Regions from separate parts of the Mus musculus genome. Here region 1 is linked to region 2. Evidence: chromatin contacts called from public Hi-C data. All regions are on one chromosome and are shown on one strand. Each heading gives the region's core, a stretch centred on a gene start, on an enhancer-like site or on the middle of the called end of the contact. The rest is flanking DNA. Distances are from core to core; before and after follow the strand shown.

What was found. A called contact is a pair of places that touch in the nucleus more often than the background predicts.
Region 1: a Hi-C map of uterus shows a contact between it and region 2, with 4 times the contacts expected there. The contact joins two enhancer-like sites. A contact is called at or near these places in 5 of 39 promoter capture datasets (the HPC-7 cell line, embryonic stem cells, hematopoietic stem and progenitor cells and 1 more), 2 of 484 Hi-C or Micro-C datasets (bone marrow-derived dendritic cells and uterus) and 3 of 9 other capture datasets (adipose tissue, liver and pancreatic islet).

What each region holds. Positions count from the first base shown.
Region 1 is chr9:111,169,255-111,173,937 of GRCm38.p6, reverse strand. The region is part of intron 4 of Lrrfip2 (leucine rich repeat (in FLII) interacting protein 2); the gene reads right to left. Among named protein-coding and RNA genes, the nearest start is that of Lrrfip2, 53 kb to the right of the region's middle. Within about 2 kb of position 3,302, at least 7 of the 459 cell types and tissues checked have an H3K27ac peak or open chromatin away from gene starts, as enhancers often do. A contact at or near this core is called in uterus, where this site is marked.
Region 2 is chr9:110,995,277-111,000,097 of GRCm38.p6, reverse strand. All of the region lies in intron 2 of Gm10030 (predicted gene 10030), which reads right to left. Among named protein-coding and RNA genes, the nearest start is that of Rtp3, 8.0 kb to the right of the region's middle. Within about 2 kb of position 2,662, at least 49 of the 459 cell types and tissues checked have an H3K27ac peak or open chromatin away from gene starts, as enhancers often do. A contact at or near this core is called in uterus, where this site is marked.

The DNA of each region.
Region 1 (4,683 bases), core at 2,053-4,552, 170 kb before region 2:
TAGCTAATTCAACATGTCAAGCCAAAACGTTTGGTCATCTTCAGCTGCCACTCATCACCACTGGATGTTGTATTTAGTAACTTGCCAGCTTATGACACAAAATCAAGTACAGGTCTGTATTGTTACAGCTCAGGGTGCATGAAAGCACTGTCAAAGGGGCTGGAGAGATGGCTCAGAGAGTAAAGATGCTTGCGGTCAAGCCTGATGCTAGGTGAACTGAGTTCAGAGAACCAGCTTCAACAAGTTGTCCTCTGACCTCCACATATATGCCATGTGACACACATACACAGGCAAAATAAATAAACATGAAGTTAAAAAATAAGCAAACCAGGCTTCCTGTGCAGCAAGTAAGCACAGGGGTGCCAGCTCTTCTCTCAAAAACAGACGGAACTACAACAGACCTTAGTAACAGTCAGGGATCCTGACTCTTACATTAAATATTCCAATCATTTTGAGGCGGTTTTAGTTTGGTTTGGTTTGGTTTGTACTATTGGGAAGCAAACCTACAGCCTTGCAATGATGAAAGAAAAAAAAAAGCACTTTACCACTGGGAGATTCTCTCAGCCCTGATCCTGAAGTCTCTGGGAGAAGCTATTATTCCAATAACAGACTATGCCACAATTTCAAAAACAATGGGTTTTTTGTTGTTGTTGTTTTTGTTTATATACATCTTCCCCCAAAAGATCATAACAAAACAAAACAAAAACAAAAAAATCATAACAAAACCATGAAAGTTAGTCATAATCGATGATTAGCAACAACTGATGTTTAGAAAGTGAACCCTCACACTTAACACAAAGCCATGCGCTACATACTAATGACGAAACTCTTGATGGTCTGTCCTTGATGGTATCATACTTCAGTTCAGAGAAGAAGGAAAGTTTGTTGTATCACCAGTCGGGAACATAAGAGAAAAAGCAACCTTGTCATTATTAAAACCAAAGCAGTCCTACTTCAAAAGCAAAAGATTATTCAATAAAAAAGCTCTTATATTTGGATATAACCTTTACTTTTTCAGTAGACATTGTTGCTGAACTGTCTGTATAATTAAAACTTTGTTTTATGCCAGCAGTTATGTGTACCCATAGCCCTAACTTCTCTGGAGTTTGAGACAGATGGCATCCTAACCATCCAAAGGCCTGTGCTCCCCACCCCCAACCCCACCCCTGGCGTCACTAGGGCCTTAACTTGAGCTCTGTGCATGCTGTGCAAGCACTTTTATGACCGAGATACACCTCAGTCTCTATTTCCCTTTTAAATAACAAAATTCTGAAGTAGTAATGGTAAGACGACTCAATCTTAGACTATGACAGAACAGAACAGCCCAAGGGAGGCTTAAGAGTAAAGGAGAACCATTGTGAGGTCAGAGATGCTCTCCTCCTCATCTCTGTGGCTGCCACCCTGTTTGCCATCGATTGACAGACAGCCAAGCATGGAGGAGCACTACCTAATCTATCTAGCTTGCAAAAGAATAATCCTGGAATCAGAGCAGCAGCACTTCCTTGAGCCTACCTAGAGACATACACCCTAAAATCTTATTTCTTCGAGAAAATGCTCAACAGAATGAGAAGCTTGGCCAGAACAAAATGTGGTATGCACAATAGACAAGCAAGTAATATTAGATATGAATCAAAAATCATAGAAAATTAACAAGACCAGAAAACGCACATTTCCATGTAGGCTCCTTTATAAGGGGATGGAACATAGCTGTGTGGATCTAGTCTCCTACAATGGTTCTTCAGCATTCTCACAAGTTTTTAAACAAGCTTACTCAAAGATAAAAATGTATCACAAAGCATTTAAAAACACTGTTTTGTAAAAATATCTTTTCCATATTTACAGAGTTAGGGCATTACATAGTATTATTCAAAACCTTGACCCACAGTAATGTTTTCCTAATTTAAGTTTATTCCCTTTTGAAATCCATTTAGTGAGTTTAACTGGCAGTTTAAAAAAGTGAAATACAGGAGAAAAAAAAAATCACAGGATGTTATGCATCCTGTGAGAGTTAATATCATTTCATAAGACTAGGTACGCACCTGTAATCCCAACACCCACTAAGTAGGCTGAGGCTGTAGGAAACCCAGATCAAGGCCAGCCTAAGCCACTCAGTGAGCCTTTATCTCAAAAACAAACAAACCATATATATTATACATACACATAGATACATAAGTTTTATATGTAATTTTCTAAGACATGTTTCAATGATACATACAGAGAACTAGAAATCTGTATAAACAGACTAGGTAAAGGAATAAAATATATTTCTGGTGGAGATCACAATTTTATAATGCTTAAAATAGTCTAGAAGATAAAAATATACAATCTAACTTAAGTATGATATTAAAATACTAGTTCAAATATAACAAAACCTGTCTATTTGCATTTATTTAGATAGTCATTTAGAACATATATGGCAGAAACCTTAATTTTACCACTGATATAAATTAACTAAAAATGTTGTATGTGACATTTCTCTGAAAATCAAATCCCTTCTCTATAAAAGTTTTATTTATTTATTTTTCCTATTAAAATATTTCTTTAGGGAAAAAAAAATCCATGACCAAAACATACAGTTAAAGTGCATGTTCTTACACATAAATTATCCTACCCCAATAAGGTAAGCCTTCCTTCTCACGGTCTCTGTAGATGACAGGGTATTTCAACATGCAGGAGCAAGAGTATTTATTCCAATTTTTTCTTTTTTCAAAATATAACGTGGGATTCAGCTAGCTTTAAAAATTACAGAATATAAGCCAGGCGTGGTGGCGCACGCCTTTAATCCCAGCACTTGGGAGGCGAGGCAGGCGGATTTCTGAGTTCGAGGCCAGCCTGGTCTACAAAGTGAGCTCCAGGACAGCCAGGGCTATACAGAGAAACCCTGTCTCAAAAAACAAAAAACAACAACAAAAAAAAATTTACAGAATATATATAGCAGAGAAATCAGACACACACACACACACACACACCTTATCTGATAAATGGCAGCTGGTAGTGATGTCACTTAAAAATTATCAAAAGAAGGAAAATTGGGAATATTAAGGACTGGATAAAACACTTCTATGTGTGCTATTATAATCTATTTCTCCTAAAGTTTGTTAACTTGACATAGCCCATAGTCATCTGACAGGAAAGGCTTGATTGGAAACTGCCTAGATCAATGGCCTTGTAGGAACACAGGGGGTGGGAGAGGTGGAAGGAGAGGGATGTGGGAGGGAAGCCCCGCCCAGGGCAGGCAGCACCATCCCTAGCATGAGTTTATAAAGAAGCCAGCTAAGCATGTGTCTGTACACAAACCAGCAAGCAGCACTCCTCCACGGTTTTGCTCCAAGCTGCTGCTTGAGTTCCTGCCCTGACCTCTCTCACTGATGGACTGTGACCTGGAGATACGAGCCACATAAACCCTCTCCTCCCCTAAGATGCTTCTGTCTGAACATTCTATCACTAAAGAGAGATGTAAAAGAGAAACTTGTTTTAAAGTTTATACAAGGAAACAAAGCAGAAACTCTCGTCGTGTCTTACCAGGCTATTCCTGTTGTTACTATGTCCAGAATACTGAAAATCAACAATATATGCATGAAAATCTAAGGCCACACATCTCAGAATTACACACCATCATGTCTCTCCTCTTGGGCGTACTGGCTCTGCTCCAGTGTGTTCCAGTAATATCCTTCGATGAACTCTTCAGTGAAATTAAACAGTGTAGTATTAAAATAACAAAAGACAAGTTTAAAGAATAATTTAAAAACTGAGTTCACAATTATTTCAAAGCCAGAAACATACAACTAAATAAACAGTAACTAAACAGTACAAACTCCACCCATGAGGAACGGTGGTTGTCCTAGGATTCAAGATCACTCTGTTTCCTAATTTGAGATTTCTACTATTGTCTTCTTGTATTTTGTGCACAAAACAATAATCAATCATTTATAGTGTTGTAAAGCATCTACCTGGCTTATTAACTCCACGTTATTAGCAGTCTGCTCCCAGGAACAAGCAGGCATACACAGCTCTATTTCGCAGTCTAAGGTTCTGACGTACTAGTCCCTCCCCCAAGTCAGAAGTCAGTCTCAGGTTTCTTTTGTTCTTATTATCTTTAGTCTTTATGTCTATAGCATTTTCAACCCATATAGGTTCTGTCAGGGGCACCTTTCAATAGAGTGATTTCTGAAACTGGACAAATGGAAAGTTCAAAGTCTCAGGAATGCAGCATAAAACCATTAAGTGTACCTGATCCACATCCAGGTACTGCTAACATTTCAAAACCAAATAAATGTGTAGACATTATGAGTCTTTTAAAATATATAACTCTTAAGCTTTTTAAAAAAAAAAAACAGGTAGAGAAACAATGAAACCTTTAAATTACATGGTAAACCACAAGAATATTTAGGTCACCATTTTAGACCATAGTATTTATTTTTTACACAGGTCACATGTTGTCTGACATGTTCCAATTAGTGGGAATGGTAGTCATCTGCAGCCAATAGTCCAGAGCTACTGACAACTAAGTGGCCGACCAGATACCCTGGACCCAATCCCCAAAGCAAAACAACACATGAAACTGCAAATGGTTGGAATTCTAGTATCATCTAATTAAAACCAAACAGGGAGAATGAGCTCAAAGGCTGGGGGTGGGGCTCAGCCTCCGTGGAGGAGCACTTGGAAGTGGGCTCCATCCCCAGA
Region 2 (4,821 bases), core at 1,413-3,912:
CTACAATAGACTCGGGCAGCCTCAAGAGCCACAGGAATGCAAGTACGGGAAGGTCAAGGGGCGCAAGGCTTGGCAGAGGCCAGCTCTTTTATCACCACCTCTCTGGGAAGGAGGAGCCGGAAGATGATTGACAGGGGTGGGCGGAGTCGGGGAATAATAACATTGTTTTGCTTTGTTCACATCTGTTTTTCTTGACTTGGGGTGTTATTACATGGTTATTGTTCATTTTGCGGGAATTCGCCGATCTGCAGAAACTTTAACTGTGTGTGGTTTCAGATGTATATTACACGTAGATATAAAAGTTTGCTTATAAAAGCCAACAGAGGAAAGACTTTGACATTATGAAATGACCTCCTCTTGTCCTCCTGAACTCATAAGTCTTTCCCTGAAGTGGGAGTGTCTCCCTCCAATGCCAAGCTTGCCCGTGGCTAAAGAGGGAAGGAACGCCAGGTAACAGAATGGCAGAAGGGTTCCAAGGGCTTGGTATTCAATGTCTGTGGCCCACCCAGTCACCACAGGCCAGGAATCTGAGCTGGAACCCAAAGAGAGAAGGAAGCAAAAAAGGAAGCAGGATGTTTGAGAAACATCTTCTGAGCCTTGCCTATGAGGAATGCCAATCCGAATACTCAGAGGGCAAGACCCATTCTCTCTCAGCCGCCTCAAGAGGAAGTCCTGTGACTATCCCCCAAACCTCACAACTCTTGAGACCAAGGCTGAAAGCAAAGAAAAAAAGCCACCCAACCCAACCTCTCCTCTCTCCACACCCCACCCTGAAGACTGGTATGTCTCTGCCAGGTAGGCGGTGCCAGAAAGAGCCCAGAATGTTCCACCAGCCTCTCAGCCCTTATGATCTGGGAGCCCCAGACTGCCAGTCAGTGGTCAAGATTAGCTGTGCTTGAAGAAACAAGAACACTGAAGGCCCCCAGCAGAGGAACACAGAAATGAAGAGAATGAGCCAAAACATTCCTGGTGCCTGCTGAGAGCTGAGGCCACTTAACTTCTTCTCAGACCTCTCAGCCATCCTCTGCCCTGGGTCTTTCCCTCAGGGGCTGACAGCTGGTCACAGGACTCAGAAGCCCGGCCCCAGAGTGATGTCCCTCCTTGGCAATCTCTTCTTTTGGGTCTCGGTGACATAGCCAGTCCCTGCATGGTGACAGGAGAGGGAGCCTTCCTCCTTCCCGGAAGGAAGGTTGATTAAGGTCTGGAAGAATTGGGCCACAGTACAGAGTCCAAGCTAGAGTTGTGAGAATCAGGAAAGGTAGTAGTCAGAGCTCAGGGGACAGCCTGGCTAGAAGGCTCTGAGGCATGCAGTTAGAAGTAGGATCTCCTGGTTGCGGGCTGGTGACATGTCTCAGTCAGCAACTGGTGCCATGGAAGCACAAGAACCCTGTGAGTCCCTTAGGACCCACTTTACAAGCCAGACATGTAGCATGCAAAAACCACAGGGCTGGCTCCTGAGGAACGGCCCTCAGGATAGATTTCTAACTACCTCCAAGTACCCACACTCACATGCACACACGCTCGCACATACGTGTGCATGCACACACAAATCCCAGACACACACACACACCACACATACACCACACCACACACACACATACATACACACCACACACACGTACACACACACACATATACCACACACACACACAACTGTTGACTGGACTCTAAGCCTTGCCCTCCTCAAACTCAGTATGCTTGTAGCTCAAGCCAACTGTGAGGTGTGTGGCTGCTTAAGGAGTTCCCAGTAATCAAGGGAAGGAGCAGGGGGAAGGTTCCCAACACACCAGTGACAGAGAGCAAGACCTGTAGCAGTTTAAAGCCTCCTGATAGCATCAAGGAGGATATGTGCTCCCTTAATGCCGGTCACAGGGCCACTGAAGTCACGTCAAGGCTCGGGAGGAACCGGCAGACAGAGGGTCTGGAGTGGCCCCCAGGGAAAATGTCAGTCTTCCACACAGCTAGGTAGCAGCAGCCCTAGAAGCCTCAAGCCAAACTCTCCCCTTCCTCCCTTTCTCTTCACAGAGCCTGCTCACATTGGCTGGCTCTGCTGCTACCCGTGTTTTAAAGCTTGGAGTTCAGGCTTCACTAGGGGAGTACTGATAGTTGGTGCTGCACTGACTGTATAGCTCCCATCTGCCAGTTATAGAAACCGAGGCCTAGCCTGGCCCACCACTGAGGCCTGGCCTGGCTGCTGGGGTGCGTCAGGGCTGAGCTATGGCTATTGTGTGAGGAGGTTCCTTGGCCTACACTACACTCTCATTTCTCCCAGAAAGAGAACGGGGGTCACAGAATGAACTGCAGCTAGGACGATGTCAGAAAGTCACCTAATCGCCGTGCACCTCCCCTGGAAAGAACACAGAGAACCTACAAGAGCCAATGGCCCCGAGAACTTGCCTCAGAATCTTCTAAGGCCTACGGCCATCCTGAGAGAAGAAACCAGAAAGGGGAGAACTAGGAACTTTGAACCAGCTCTGGAAGGAAAGGAGTGTCAGAATTTGGCTTCCCACAGTGAGCTCACCCTACCCCAGACCTAGAATCACAAGTATCTGAGCTGAAAGGGCCTGAGAAGACTTGGTTATGTGGGTAACTTCTAGGCCAATAGCCACAATTCCTTCAAAGTCCGCCAGGGGTACAGGGAGCCCAGCTCAGCCGCATGGTTAGGACCAAAGCGCCCTCTAGAGGTATGAGCTTGTAACTTCCGTGTTCTCTGTTCCCACTGATGGCAACAAGTCTGGCTGTGTATCTGTTGACTTCATTATGGCCTAGTCAGACCCAGCAGAGACTATTTCTCTCAATTCACAGAAACTTTCCTGAACAGGAAAGCCAATTTCTCAGTCCCCAAACAACCGGTTTGGCTTTTGTTTTTGTTTTGCTTGTTTGCTAGCTTGCTTGCTTATTGAGTCAAAGTCTTACCACATAGCTCTATCTGGCCTCAAATTCACAAAGATCTCCTGGCCCCTGCCTCTTGAGAGCTGGAATTAAAGTTGCGTGCCATCGTGCCCAACCACAAACCCTCACGCTTAAAAGAAATATTTTTGTTTTGGCATAGTTTTACAGAAACATTGCAAAGTGAGATAGGAGCTTCCCCCATACCTCCCCCTTATCCAGGAGCCCTTAGAGTTACCATCCTATTAGCAAGGCCTACTGGTTAAAACTGAACCAGCTGTGGACTGGAGAGATGGCTCGGTGGTAGTGAAGTCCCACCTATTTCACGTCCCATCAGAGAGTGTGTGCCTCCTATATAAGAGATGTAACCTTTGTCACTGGGTGGCTTGTTTGGTTTGTTTATTTGTTTGTTTGTTTGTTTGTTTCACTATGAAGTTACTGATTTTCATTTTTAATTCTTTTGTCTGTTTATTTGCTTGCTTGTTTATTTTGAGACAGGGGTCTCTCTATACAACCTTGGCTGTCCTGGAACTCACTGTGAAGTGAGTCTATCCCACACAGAAAGAAAGAGGGGGGGCTAAACCAAGCTTCACCTCCTTGCAGGGATACCAGATATGATATTTGAAATGTTGTTTGTTTCTTTGTGTGTGTGTGTGTGTGTGTGTGTGTGTGTGTATGATACTGGTTAATGGGTGTGCAAGTGTGTGCAGGTACATGTGCAATATGTGTGCATAGAAGTTGGCTTCTACCATCTACCTTAATCTCATCTCATTTCTCTCTCTCTCTCTCTCTTTTAAAGAGAGTTCCTTTCTGAGCCTGGAGCTCATCCAGATTAAACTGACTGCCAATGAACTTGGGGAATCTGCTGTCTGGGTTTCTCCAGCCCTGGTGTTACAGACAGGCCCTACTGCACACTTTTTTTTAAAATTCACTTCTTCTTATGTGTGTCAGTGTGTTACCTGCATGTATGTCTGTGTACCACACATGTGCCTAGTGCCAGGGAAACCAGAAGAGGGTATCAGATCTCTGGGGATGAGGGTTACAGCCACATGGCTGTTGGGAATTGAACCTGGGTTCCTCTGGAAGAGTAGCCTCTTAATCTCTCTCCAGCCCCAGTTTTACAAAAGCTCTGGGAGCTGAACCCAAGTCTTAATGTCTGAGCAGCTTCACCCTCTACTCACTTATTGTTTCTTTTGTATCTGTATGGGTTGGTGTATTTATTTTATACTTTAGATTATAATCTAATAGAGTCTTCCTTAGGGTTTCTACTGCTGCGATGAGACACCACGACCAAAAAAAGTTGGAAAGGAAAGGGTTTGTTTTGCTCACACTTCCACATCGCTGTACAGTATTGAAGGAAATTAGGACAGGAACTCAAAACAGGACAGGAACCATGAGGCAGGAGCTGATGCAGAGGCCATGGTGGGATGCTGCTCACTGGCTTGCTCCTCGTGCCTTGTTCAGTCTCCTTCTTAAAGAACCCAGGACCATCAGTCCAGGCATGGCCCTGCCCCGCCCAAAATGGGCTGGGGCCTCCCCCATCAGTCACTAATTAAGAAAAAGCCCTACAGCTGGATCTTATGGAGGCATTTTCTGGATGGAGGTTCCCTCTTTTGAGCAACTCCAGGCCACCATCAGAATGTCTAAACCAGTCTGCCTCTATACTTGCTGGTGGTCTAAACTCTTTCCCGGTTCACCCACCCTTGGGACCGGCGGCTTTACAGGCAAGCTGACGCACACCCATCATGAGGACAAAGACTTGATGACAGTCATAAATTAGATAATAACTCTAGATACCTGAAGTCCGTCATTGATTTTTCAAGCTACATCTAAGGGCCCTAGGTTTTTATAGAATAACAAAAATTGGCCTGGGTAGTTAGCTCAGTCAGTTTAAAAAAAAAAAAAAAAAAAAAAAAAAAAAAGGCCAGGTAT